Linked DNA regions of Mus musculus: regions 1, 2 and 4 are each linked to region 3. The links are chromatin contacts, called in public Hi-C and HiChIP or PLAC-seq maps. All regions are on one chromosome and are shown on one strand. The core of a region is the stretch at or near the end of the contact, and the rest is flanking DNA. Distances in the headings are between cores, read along the strand shown. Region 1 overlaps Snd1 (staphylococcal nuclease and tudor domain containing 1). Region 2 overlaps Snd1 (staphylococcal nuclease and tudor domain containing 1). Region 3 overlaps Snd1 (staphylococcal nuclease and tudor domain containing 1). Region 4 overlaps Snd1 (staphylococcal nuclease and tudor domain containing 1).

What was found. Hi-C and Micro-C count contacts between places; a contact is called where the count stands out from the background. HiChIP or PLAC-seq counts read pairs in DNA pulled down with a chosen protein or histone mark.
Region 1: a Hi-C map of liver shows a contact between it and region 3, with 2.0 times the contacts expected there. The contact joins two enhancer-like sites. A contact is called at or near these places in 1 of 484 Hi-C or Micro-C datasets (liver), 4 of 115 datasets of contacts at active chromatin or transcription factors (kidney, large pre-B cells, memory CD8 T cells and 1 more) and 4 of 9 other capture datasets (adipose tissue, embryonic stem cells, liver and 1 more).
Region 2: an H3K27ac HiChIP or PLAC-seq map of oligodendrocyte precursor cells shows a contact between it and region 3, with 7 times the contacts expected there. The contact joins two enhancer-like sites. A contact is called at or near these places in 3 of 484 Hi-C or Micro-C datasets (the HPC-7 cell line, nephron progenitors and ventricular fibroblasts), 2 of 115 datasets of contacts at active chromatin or transcription factors (embryonic basal ganglia and oligodendrocyte precursor cells) and 2 of 9 other capture datasets (embryonic stem cells and pancreatic islet).
Region 4: a contact with region 3 is called in an H3K27ac HiChIP or PLAC-seq map of SST interneurons, with 2.2 times the contacts expected there. The contact joins two enhancer-like sites. A contact is called at or near these places in 2 of 484 Hi-C or Micro-C datasets (muscle stem cells and myocytes), 5 of 115 datasets of contacts at active chromatin or transcription factors (SST interneurons, astrocytes, embryonic stem cells and 2 more) and 4 of 9 other capture datasets (adipose tissue, embryonic stem cells, liver and 1 more).

The regions. Positions count from the first base shown.
Region 1 is chr6:28,732,710-28,735,906 of GRCm38.p6, reverse strand. All of the region lies in intron 14 of Snd1 (staphylococcal nuclease and tudor domain containing 1), which reads right to left. Among named protein-coding and RNA genes, the nearest start is that of Lrrc4, 97 kb to the left of the region's middle. Within about 2 kb of position 1,781, at least 7 of the 459 cell types and tissues checked have an H3K27ac peak or open chromatin away from gene starts, as enhancers often do. A contact at or near this core is called in liver, where this site is marked.
Region 2 is chr6:28,781,810-28,784,820 of GRCm38.p6, reverse strand. All of the region lies in intron 15 of Snd1 (staphylococcal nuclease and tudor domain containing 1), which reads right to left. Among named protein-coding and RNA genes, the nearest start is that of Lrrc4, 48 kb to the left of the region's middle. Within about 2 kb of position 1,505, at least 28 of the 459 cell types and tissues checked have an H3K27ac peak or open chromatin away from gene starts, as enhancers often do. A contact at or near this core is called in oligodendrocyte precursor cells, where this site is marked.
Region 3 is chr6:28,571,543-28,574,738 of GRCm38.p6, reverse strand. The region is part of intron 10 of Snd1 (staphylococcal nuclease and tudor domain containing 1); the gene reads right to left. Among named protein-coding and RNA genes, the nearest start is that of Snd1, 93 kb to the right of the region's middle. Within about 2 kb of position 1,633, at least 71 of the 459 cell types and tissues checked have an H3K27ac peak or open chromatin away from gene starts, as enhancers often do. A contact at or near this core is called in SST interneurons, liver and oligodendrocyte precursor cells, where this site is marked.
Region 4 is chr6:28,713,295-28,716,531 of GRCm38.p6, reverse strand. All of the region lies in intron 13 of Snd1 (staphylococcal nuclease and tudor domain containing 1), which reads right to left. Among named protein-coding and RNA genes, the nearest start is that of Lrrc4, 120 kb to the left of the region's middle. Within about 2 kb of position 1,506, at least 4 of the 459 cell types and tissues checked have an H3K27ac peak or open chromatin away from gene starts, as enhancers often do. A contact at or near this core is called in SST interneurons, where this site is marked.

The sequences.
Region 1 (3,197 bases), core at 532-3,031, 160 kb before region 3:
ATGATAAAATGTTATTCTTTGACCTAGCTTTCTGTTTTTGTGGTATTGCCTTAAAAATCACAGACTGTGATTTCTCTCCCCCCCTCTCTCTCATACTATCCTTAAATACAACTTGAACAGGTAGATTAAGGCAATTACAATATGACACTTGAAGCCACCCACCTACCCAATGGTACTAAATACCACCTATGTCCTCATCTAGGAGCTGATTGTACAGCTGAGATAAAATACATCTTAGCTATTAATCCTGTAGGAGGGTTAGTCAAGATTTCCTCCCATTTTAATATCAATCTGGCCACTCAGTTATTTCCACTGGTAAGCAGAAATTTATAACTTCATTTTATTAACTCTCGGTTTTATTTTCTGAGCAATTGGAGTCCTTCAAACAGTGGTCAAAATATAAAAAAGAAATGGCCTTTAAACACACAAAAAAAACTGATAAATGTTCCTATCAGGTAAATGCAAACTAACTCTGCATCAAGAGTCCAGATCTCACGCCAGTCAGAACAGCTATCATTAAGAAAACAAATAAAAGCTGGTGAGGTGACTCAGTGGATACCGCACGAATGTCTGACTTCAACCCCTGGGGCCCACAAGGTGGAAGGAAAGAGCAGACTCCTTCAAGCAGCGACATCCAGTCTCGGAAAAGAACTTTATCAAAAGGGAAAAGAAGCGGGGACGGCGCCTCTGCTTAACTAATCTCTTCCCAGCGCAGAGGCACAGGTGATTTTTACTTCCTTCTGTCACCTACTTATAGTAGACTTAGTTAAAAACAAAGTTTTTCTATGGAAGGAAAAGAGGTTTTCTTATTTATTATTAACATTCAAGACTAATTCTACTTACAAATAAACTTACAAATCAGTTAGGTCAGATAACCATCCCTCTAGCTCTGGAGCCCTCTGCAATAAATTTGTTATCTTTTGAGACAAATACTTTTGATGTTGACTAGTCTGTAAATGATGTGGAAAACATCACTGGGAGCTGATATGAAATTTGTTCTGACTCAATCAAAGGGCTGTACGCAGAGTGCTTCCCAGTACAGACAACAAACTTAGGAGTCCTTCTTCAAAGAAAGGAAGACTTTACATAGATAATTATGGTTCAAAGTCAGAAAGGTACAAAATAAACAAAGCTCACATATCAGACTGGTTTGAGAAGTTAAAATAAAATGTGTTCTTAGTAAGGCAGCAGTACGCTGTAAAAATGCCTCAAAGCCATGCTCAGCAACAGATTAATAAAGTGTACCCAGGATTCTACACAGTGGGAACAATTGATAAGAAGCTTACAAAGCAGAGAGCAACCCCTACAGAAAAACCATCTTTATGGTAGTTTGCTGTAGATCGTTTGTACTGGAGGTTACACACTCTTCTGAAGCTGTTATGTAGCACTCACTCCTAGCCTCACCCGGTAGCTTTCAGTTTAAGTAAACTACATGTGGACTACATTGATGATCTGCTATGAGTGAAATCCTCAGTGACAGAGTGATGCAACTGAAATGCATTTTGGTGAGGTCACAATTGGTGTGTTCAACTAAGGAGCTCTAATCTCACTTCCATTGTTCTCTCCCTCCATTGGGGCATTTACACTTGTAGGCGCTCTCGGAGTTTTCAGGCACTATGCAGGTCCCATTATCACATGTGCACACTGCTGGAAAGTATAGTAGCTCTTCTGCTAATCCAGGTGGGTTGAGTCTAACTTCTGCCACCACCACCTCCACCTCCCCAACCCCCACCCCGACTACCCTGCTTCTGCTACCCTACACAAACTAAGAACATGGTGCCAAACTACCTGTTGAGCAATTCTTAGATCTTTATCTCAAGTAACAGTGAAACAGCAGAGTTTGTGTAGTGAGACTTTTTAAACATTGGCAATCTTGGGCAACAGGCTTTTCAATTTCCTTTGCCAGCAAGTCCCTCATACTGCTATATGACCTTTATATTTGAGAAAAAAGGCCAAGGCCTAGGGATTCCTCTTCATGTGCTCTGTGGAACTTGTAGGATGGTTTGAGGGCAGAGATGTTTGTCTCTATTGAGCAAGATTCTTGGAATTCATGGAAAGAGAGCTCCAACTCCTGGACCAGGCCCTCTGACCACCCCATGTAGGCTATGCTGGGTGTGCACCTATACATACACAGATATCTCAGATACATTACAATTTAAAAATTAATTTAAATAAAATTATGATATTGCATATCTTTAATCCTAGAGCTTTGGAGGCAGAGGCAGGCAGGCAGAATTCTGTAATTCCAGGCCAGCATGTTCCAGGCCAAACAGGGCTACATATTTGAGACCCTGACTCAAATAAAAATAGATATTTCTTACACATATATGGAAATGATGTGATGACTTAGTGGGTAATTTAATTCCCAGAATCTATTATAGGAGAGAAGTAACTCCAAAATGTTGTCCGTTGACTTCTACATTTATGTAGCACCCATTTACACTCATGCTTATCATACGTGCATCATAATAATGGTACAATAAAATTTAATTTAAAAAGGATTTGAGGCAATTATGCACATGGATATCTATGCATCCAACAGCTTTCAAACCACTGGCTTAGAAACCACAGAATGGTTCATGCATGCTTACTATTAACATGTTCAGAAATTCCTAATTTCATTCTAAAATCTACTCTGTGGAAGTCTATCGTATATGAAACAAATATACTTCCACAGAGAGTTCTTTGTGACCTTGTCAATACTGTTCATGCATGGCAGTTCCTCGCTTAAGTCTTCCACCCTGTCCCCTCATCTCCTACCCAGTTCTCTTCATCCCTTTCCTGATCTAGATCCACTTGTCTTGCTGCCTCCATGGCACAACTCGAGCTCCAGCCATTTCTCCCTGTCAGGCCATCGTGAACAAATTGTGGTCATTAGTATATACTCCTGGGACTCTGCTCCAATCCTCACAATAATTATATAACTAACTATGTAGATCCATAAAGAATACATTGGTCTGGTCCAATCCTCAATATCCAGCACTGTATCTGGCACTTAAAAAGCTCTTACCAAATACATACAGTTTAATTGTTCATTCATTGATTTTACATGAGAAATGCATGGGGGAAAAAGCCCAGGATGAACACATTTAACATCAAGAGAGAGATAAGGCAATGGTAAAAGAGTTTGAGGAGGAGTGATTTTTGAACTGGAATCGGAAAAGGAGTTTGATAGAAATATTACAGATGATGACATG
Region 2 (3,011 bases), core at 256-2,755, 210 kb before region 3:
CACCGCTACCAGAATAATCTTCTAAAGCACACATTTTGCTCAAAACCCTTGAGTGGCAACCTGTATTTCACCAAGTAATATCAGAATTCGGCAATCTGACATTCCAGGCCCTATAAGACTTGTGTAATTCCTTGGGACCATATAAAACCTCTACTACCCATCTGACAGCCTTCAAATATTTGAAGATACAACATCTATTTTTTCTCATCCTATGTCTTATTTTCTCTAGGCTAAACACTCAAGACCCTCATGAGACAAGAGTTTTGATTTCCTACTATCTCAGTCTTTTCCCTCTTTAAACCTACATAATATGAAGAGTCGTGTCTCTGAAAATACCTTTTTGGTTGATTTAATTAAAAAAGATCTAAAGGGGTGTGGAGTATACAGTAGGGAGTAGTTTCATTTTTCACTACTGAGAATCAAGTTCAGGAGCTTAGAGGTGTTTTGCCTTAGGGAAGATTTAGAGTGAGGTGGGGTGGAATGGTGTATGAGTCTCACCCTGTGACTGGGCCTTCAGAATTCTTCGCTGGCAGGAAGCTACAGTGACAGAGCAGGACTTAGCCAGTTGAGGAAAAGCCATCCCCAGAATGGGGACTGTCCTCTTAGAGGCTTCTGGCCTCCACTGGCCCCCTTTCCAGCCCATTTCCATTCTCAACTCAGCAGCAGCCCAAAGGCACAGTGGAGACCCCGGTGGTGGTGTGACAAGCAGCCTATTCATTTCCTTCTCTCAGTCGAGCGCTCTGGGGATGAAAAGGAACAGCAAATCTAAACCACTGCCCAGAATCCACCTTGCAGAATTCAGGGAAAAACTGGTCTACTGAAGTAATTATATCCCGTTTGGAAGACCTGAAGGGGGACAAAAAGGATCTTTTTTAGTTGTCACTGATGCCACAGCACTGCAGCAGAGACTGTCTCGGGCACCACTGAGGCCAGTGCTCAGGGAAGGCAGTGTGTACTTAGTAAAGCTTTAAGCTCCCATCACATAGGAACAATAGGGCACAAAAGTTCCAGGATTTTTACTTTAACACTGGACAGAAAGCTTCCACTGGAAAACTGGAGGGAGGCAAAGTCAGTAGGAGGAAACTCAGATCCCAGAAAGACCAGCTTCCCTAGATATACCTGGGACAACAGGCTGTCTCTCCAGGGTCAGAAGACTGCTTTAACATGTACACCACCGTATTACTGGGTAGACATCTTCCCCACATCAGGACACACAAGCAAAGTACGTATGAGGCAGGGGAGGGGCGGTGGGCAGGAAAAAGTGGTAGTCTAGTGCTTAGAATGGTAGGGAGAGTAAAACTTCCTGCACAAAGCTCAGTCTGGCACAGTCCCTGATAATATGGGGGTGGAGTGGGGAAGGCTAGGATGCAAGAGCATGTGTGAGTTCACATATCTATGTGCTCATTTACCCAAGGAAAGAGGACAAAGACTGGGAAGGAGAGTGAGGGAAGAATGCAGGAGTCTAACAAGAGTGACTGTGACTGTTAACAATAGCTCCAGTCACTCAGAAGGCTTGAGAACAGGCTGTGTCTATCACAGACACAGTGAGAGTGCCTGCAGGACAGTGGAGCAGGACAGCCATAGCGGAACCTTTCAATCTTGCTTCTATCTGGCCACCATTCCTGGAAGAAGGGTTACTTTCTTTTAGGCACACCCTTCCTGTTCCATACAGTATGCCTGGTTCTTTTTACCATCCTGCACACCTCAGTAGATGGTTTTCTCTCCACTTCTCTCATACATACTTGCAAGCAAGCAAGCAAGCAAGCAAGCAAGCAAGCAAGCAAGCAAGCAAGCAAGCTCACTGCTTCTTCTGAGCTGTGTCATGAACCATGTCATTTGTACTATGCTAAATGCCTGAGTATATGCAAGAGGCTGGTGACAAGAAAATTATAAAGAGAATATAGGGCTATAAGTCCTTGTAATTATCTATTTGATGAAATAACATATTTGATAATAACAACTACTATTTGTGCCCATAGGTTTGGTCATTAAAAGAATTCATTGTGTGTACCCTTTGAATGTAAAACAAACAAAATAAAAGTGGCCAGCCCTGGACAGGTATCTTTCTGTGCTTTGCCTTCCACAATTTATAAGTTACTGGGGATGTCCTTTGGCCCAAAAACAGATCTCTCAAGATCAGAAGGCAATAAGATCTCTAAAAATGAAATGCTAGTGCTAGGGCCATATAAGCACGTTTGTGTTGGCATTTCCATCCCAGGCAACCTCTCTGGGAGGTACTAGCTGCTGAATGGCAAAGAGGACAGCTGTCTATAGAGGGCTGCCCCGTGAAGCAAATTCCACAGCATAACAGCCACAAGGAAAAGAAAACCAAGATCAATGTTTCATACAGAGTCAGGCCACTAAACAAAAACATCCTTTGTTTTGTGATTCAGCCTTAGCCAACAGTTGTTCAGGTTGGAGCCAGGAGGACAGGTGGATGTTCGGTAGGGATGTCTGGTATCTTCTAGTCTGCCTGGAGCTTCAAGCTCAGTCAATAATGATAGAAGTTCTGGGTTGCCAGAATATAGACTTCTTTACTTCTCTGAATACTCAGACAATTACCAGTCCATATCTAGGGAACAGAAAAGCAGATTCCTCTTCCAGAGGCAGCCTGGTGAGCATCCCAGAAGTCTGCTAGGGATCTTCAGGCCGGCAGGAGTGAGGAGACAGCAGGAGAAACTCCAAGGGCTCAGGATAGATGGAGACCACTGAAGTGACCTTGTGTGTTCAGACAGAGCTGACATTTATAATTTGTAGGCCCCTAACATTCTTATTTCCTTTTTACCAATGCTCTGGCAGGGATGTTGTAACATATTAATCTTTGTAGTTGAGTGATACGGTTTAAAATACTGCAGGCTTGGCTGCCATTCCCTCCCCTGGGGTCTCAAAATAACTCCACACAAATCATCTTTGCTAAACACTCACGCAGGCAGCTCTCTTCTGCTAGCACACACACACACATCTTATGTAAGGGAAGAAGCCACCCAGCTTGCTGGAAGACAGTGGCACTC
Region 3 (3,196 bases), core at 384-2,883:
GGCTCGCCTACCCTGCCTTACGGAAGGGGGAAGCACGTACCTTGGTTTTTCTGAAAAAACATAGATTATTATTGTTCATAAATGAGAAGGCACAGACCCGCAGCACCTAGGGCCTTTCTTGTCCCACCTTTCCCCTAGGTCTGCATAGAATAGACAAGATTTGATGGAGGAACTAGGAACTGGGGTTTGTGTTACATGGCAGTGAGAAAAAGAAGGAATTTTTCCTAATTACAAAAACACATTAGGAAAATAAAAATTCAATTTCACTTCAAACACTCACACAAACAACATGTGGTTTGGAGTCCGCAGGGCTGCAGGAGCTTCCCACTGCCTCGCCTCTCAGGGCCTGCACACTGTTTCCTATTAGCACAAGTTTCCAGTCAGATCATCTTGCCCAAAGCACATGCTACTCCAGAAGAATTGAAACCCAGCCTCTTCTCCATCAAACCCTTCGAGCCACTTGACAGGAAGTCATTATTCAGAAGCAGCCACTGGACTTTCAGCACTCTGCACTCTGAAGGGGGCTGCTATTTGTCCCTAAAAATCCAGGAGTGTGTCAAGATCTCTGGGTCAATACCCTGTTTATCTCCTTGTTGCCAAAGAACACACACAGGAGTTCAGGGAACAGCAGCTGATCAATACTGGCAGTCATGAGGGACTCTTCAGACAACACTAGGGACAGGAAGGTAGAGCTAGGTCTGGAAGCCTAGTGCCTTCATCAGATCTGACGGGTGGGTCACACTCAGGAGCCAAGGGGTCTTTACATTGTTTTAATAGGTTGAAAAAAAAAAGATGGATATTTAGAGAAATTACTTTTTCAATTTTAAATTTCAGGGTTAAAGTTAAATTTTTTCTTTGCATGTGCATACAGTAGATATTTGGATCTTTAGTGATTTCAGTCACAAAGCGGAGGTGAGTGGTTATAGAGATGTAATAGGTCTCAGAATTTAATACTGCTTCATTAGTTACGATTTAGACTTCCATGGAGGGGGAGGCAGTCCTCCTCCTCCTTCTCCTTAAGTTTCTCTCCTGCTGACAAATGGGAAGCAACATAAAAGTAGAGAGCTGAGCCCTGGAACAACCAAGACTACAGCAGAGCAGTATGGAGGGCAGTGGAGTGGATGGCCTGTCTCCCATACAGCTAGGATTTGCCAAGTGTGTGCTGCTGACTGGCAGGTGAAGACAGGCACTGCAGATCACAGGGCTGCTTACCTTCATGCTTATCCTCTCCACACTGCCATGTGCTCATCTTCAGTAGAGAGGAGAATGAAAATCACTCACCATTTACAGGCCACAGTGACCAGCACAACTCCTGCTATTCAGCTCTACAGCTGTTTGCAAAAACTACATCTTAAATGTTGACAAAAAAGAAAAGCTTAGATTGGAGAGGCCAAAATGCTACATCTAACAACATGGCTGGCTTTTCTGGATTTCTGCCAACACCCAGCCCCATCGATCAGATATTCACAGAGCAGCAAGTAAAAAGGAAGGGGAGCGGGAAGGCGCCAGCCTCACACCGGATGCTACTTAGGATTCAGGCAACAGCTGCACACCGGGTAATGCTCCCTGGAGCAGTCAGCTGGGGAGGCGCTGCGCCTCATCCTCACTAAGAGCTCAGGCTGCAAAACCGCACACGCTATTTGGACAGCCAATTGCCCATGACTAGGCCAGTGTCCACAGGGTGCTGAGTAACCAGGGAACGCAATAGGGTCATTTGTTCAGAACAACAATCCGGCAAAACTGCAAGGACTCTGTATATTTCAAATGCTCCTCTAGCCACAGATTTGCTATAACAGGGCACTGCTCTGAATCATACCAAACCTTACCCTTTTACCTGCAAACAAAGGAGGACACTGAAGCCAGTCTAGAATGTCACTAGGCCAAATCAAGACCGCTTCCCTTTCGCCAACATCCTTTCTCATTACTATACAAAGTTCCCTTGGAAAACCTTCTGAATCTAACCCCTGCCTCAACTCCTATATAAAATAAGGGAAAATAAAAAGGGTAGCATAAGAAAGTGGACACACACAGTACTGACAAAATGACAGCTTTACGGTCTGACATGTAAAACAATGCACATCACTATATCATGAAAAGCTCTAGCCTTCCTATGAATCCCATATCTGCAAACAGCCCTCCAGAGAAGCTACTTCTGTTTCTTTAGACCCAAGGGTAGCCATTTATAACCGTAGGTCCAGATCTGTACTTATATCTTTGAACAAGAGGGAGAAAATGCATGGACCTGGACAAAATAGAAATCAATGCCAAAGACATATAAAATAGAGTTGTTTGCTTATGATGCTTAGTTTTCCAGTTTGACTTCACAATCATCAAGGAAGCACTTAGTATGCCCTACCCCTCCAGGGCTATTAGTAAATCAAAACCACGCTACCATCCACAGATAGATACCTGTTACCATTACAAACAAGCCCAAGGAAAGCTAACTCGACTGGAAAGAATTTTCTTGAGTGTAGAAAAGAACAAAGTTATTTTTTTAAAGAAAGTTGTCAGATGTGGCTTTCTGCCTCTGTCCCTTCACTGTTAAAGTTCTCTAGTCTTATAACACACTTGGCAGTAAAACAGAACTTGACCTGACACTGTTACAAAACCTCACATGAAGAGATCCAAGTGACTTTTAAGTCTTTGTCCCATAACAGAAACATTCATGTTGTACTGGAGAAAAAGAAAAATCAGCGTTTAATTACAGGGGTGTTATTCACAACCCACTGAGGTAGGTATTATGTCATTACTACACCACAAGTGCTCTGTGTGACCTTTCTCTCTGTGTGTTTGCTGGGGCACATATGTACAAGCATGTCTTTGATTGCTCCACCTTCTATGTTGAGGCAGGGTTTCTCACTTGAACGGAGAGCTTGCCAGTTTGGCTAGCTGGTCAGCTTCCCAAGTAATGGGATCAAAGGCAGGCCACCAGACCCTACCAGCATTTCTACGACACTAGGGATTTGAGCTCAGGTCCTCATGCTCACACAGCAAGGGCTTCATGCATTAAGCTATTTCCCCAACTTCCCACATACCTTTTCAAAGACCCAGAACCTCCGAACGCAACCTAAGGATCTGAGACAAGGGGTGTAGATGTCTATTTCCTTAAGCTTCCTCTCACCTGTAGTCCAGCGGTCAAACTCTGCACTCACAGGAAACAACACACTGAAAGCATTTCGAGGTCTAGCCCAACCTT
Region 4 (3,237 bases), core at 257-2,756, 140 kb before region 3:
CAGAATTGTTTACATTACTTTTTAAAAATACATTGACTTATTTATTATGTAGGGGAATTTACAGCTAGTTCTATTCCTTCTTTCCAACATGTGGGTCCCAGGGAATCAAATTTAGCTGAACAGCCTTGGTAGCAAGCATCTTTAGCCACTGAGCCATCTCACCAGCCCAGTTATAGGAAAATGCAATGTGTCTTTTGAGTCGAGTGAAAAGCCACACATATTTAGCACAGGTTTTTTAGAAAATTCTTTTCCAGTGTAAGCAATGCTGACTTGAACTGGCTGGCATCCTCTGGAGATTCAGCTCTCTGAACTTGATGCAAAAGCAGGAGGAATGGGAAGTAATCCTTCTCAATTTCTGGGTCCAAAGCAGGAGGGGGAACAGAGGCAGCTTAAGATAAAAGAGAAATGCACAAGGGAGTCTACTAAAAGTGAGAAGCAAAGAGGCTGGCAAAGGAAAGACAGCTATGAAGTGGATTCTACAACAGCTATAAAACTGGGCACTGATGGATCAGTGTTTAATTACTCACATTATCAGCCCTCTAAGAGATTTCTAAGGATTATAACCAAGAAGGCTAGGGATATAGCTAATACAATCTCAGCTTGCAGAACCACTCTGGCACCTGCCATTGCAGAGGGGCTCAATCAAGCGAGCATCCTTGCATCCTAATTATTTTCACTTTAGTCAGGTGGCGGCTATGCAGAAGCAATAGAACTATGGAGCCAACAACTGTGTATGAAGGAGACCAGAGTCAAGAGCAAGAAAAAAGTCAAGCATGCAGAGAAATTTAAGCTTGTCTGCTTCATGCTTGTTCTCTTTGCTTATAACCATGGTTACAATTGCTAAAGTAATGAAGATTAAATCTGCCATAAAAGGTCACATAATGGGATTTGCTTTACAGTAGTTAGGAGTTGTTTACAGCCGTGTTCCTCAATCAGTTATCACTTCACTGCTACAGTTTACTTCAGATTAAAATATATTCACTATATGTTGGTCTTCAAATGCATGAACATTTTCTGGAAGGACCAAGAAGTGAGCTCAGAAGACAGTAAGAAGGCAAACAATGCACAAGCTCTGAATGGACCAGCTGCATGCACTGAAGAATAGTGACCGTGATCAGATGGTCCAGAAAGGCAAGTCTGGACCAATGTCCTCTGAAGGAATACAGTCAGCACAGACTAATGACTGCAGGAAATATTATGTAAGATGTACTTATTATTATTAGCAGCTTATTATCTGACCATGACTGCCGGAACTCTCTACAAACCTAGGACCCAGGGGAGCACACAGAGCAAATGGGCTCTAGCTTAGCCCCATTCCCCTTGGTCACCAGTCAGCTCTCATAGCTTACATCAAAACCAGGGGAGGGGAAGGAGGAAAAGAGGATGGAGGGAGTGAGCAGATCCTCTTAATATCCTAAAGGAGAAAACTCACTGGGAATGGAGGCATTATACAGCTCTCCAGAAGTGGCCATTTGTGCTGCCTTAAATGCACATTGATTACTGCTATTTGGATGTTGAGTGCATCATCTTTTCTGAAGAAAGGGAAAAAGCTAAATTTCCCCACACTCAGCTGTGTCTTCAAATCACTTCCCCACACCAGCTCTTTTAATGCATTTTCCTGTTATCATATCCACTTGCAATAGCTGATCTACCCTACTCCCCAACACTGAACCCTCCCCCGAAACCCCACCACATGTTGAAGCCAATTAACAACCTCATGACTGTAACACCAAACTGCAATCCAAAAATAGGTTGGGGGGGGGGGGTTGCCATCTCCAGAGTTAAAATGAAAGGAAGCCAAGAGGCTATTTCAGAGAAAGGCTACTTTCCATTCCCAGTGCTGGTTTCCAACCTGCTCTGGCATGAGGTAATATACCTGGTGAAGAGGCCAGACAAGCATTCATCTACTTCCACTTTCTATGATGCTCAAGCGAAAAGCCAGAATAATCAGGGAGAGAAAAGCTCTTTTTAACACTGTTCAGTAGTTCCAGTTTTATTCAGAGAGAATTTTTACTTGTTGAGGTCATTAGATTCAAAGTGAGAAATCTTGGTTTCTTTAAAGCTGTCCCACTAAACTATTGAGACGGTAAGAACAGAGGCCAAACAAAAATGAAGAGTTTCAAGGAGATACTCTCATGGGAAAATTTAATAGAAATGAGAGATGGAATAGAAAAAGATGTAAAGCAAGCAGTGTTAATAATAAGTAGGATGAAAAAGGAAGAGCGAAGAAAACAAGTGAGAAAAGCAAAGAAATAGGAGGTACCACTCTAGATATTTAATTATTTAATGCCCATCCTTTTGGGACTGCATACTTTGTAAGAGTTCAACCTATACCTATTCTCTTTTTTTGTTCACCACTATTATTCTTACTGCCTGTGATCCAAGATATAAGAGAGAGAGAGAGAGAGAGAGAGAGAGAGAGAGAGAGAGAGAATGAATATAAAGAGTAGAAATGGACGCTAAACCATTGCATGCAAAATAAAACAGAGCTGAAACAATTGATCCTAACAGTAAGATCTGCTTTCTGGGAGTTTGGATAAACCCATGTCATCTATACCTTGTGTGCTGGCTGGTTTGTGTGTCAACTAGACACAAGCTAGAGCCATCACAAGAGAAAGGAGCCTTATCAGTTGATGAAATGCCTTCTTGAGATCCAATTGTAAGGCAAGTTTTCAATTAGTGATCAATGGGGGAAGAGTCCAGCCCATTGTGGGTAGTGCTATCCCTGGGCTGGTCACCCTGGGTTCTATAAGAAAGTAGGCTGAGAAAGCCAGGGGAAGCAAGCCAGTAAGTATGGCCTCTGCATCCGCTCCTGCCTCCAAGTTCCAGCCCTGCTTGAGTTCCTGTCATGACTTCCTGTCATGACTTCCTCCAAAGATGGACTATGATTTGTAAGTGTAAGCCCAATAAACCTATTCCTCTCCAACTTGCTTTTGGTCATGGTGTTTTTGTTGCAGTAATAGAAACCCTAACAGAGAAAACTTGTGATACAACATAGCAACTTGTGATACAACATAGCAGTCCTGACTCATTCCAAAGTACACAAATATTTGCAGGGAACACACATTTTAATTCCACAGTATACAGTGATGAAACTTGCTGCTTTTTCTGTTTAAGATCTTCCAACAAGTTGGAAATATGTCATACAAGTACACTGACTTCTTTCATTTACTAAGTCATAATGTGCTACATTGCTACTGCTTATTTACATTGTGTGTGGGGTGGAGTGGGGTGGGG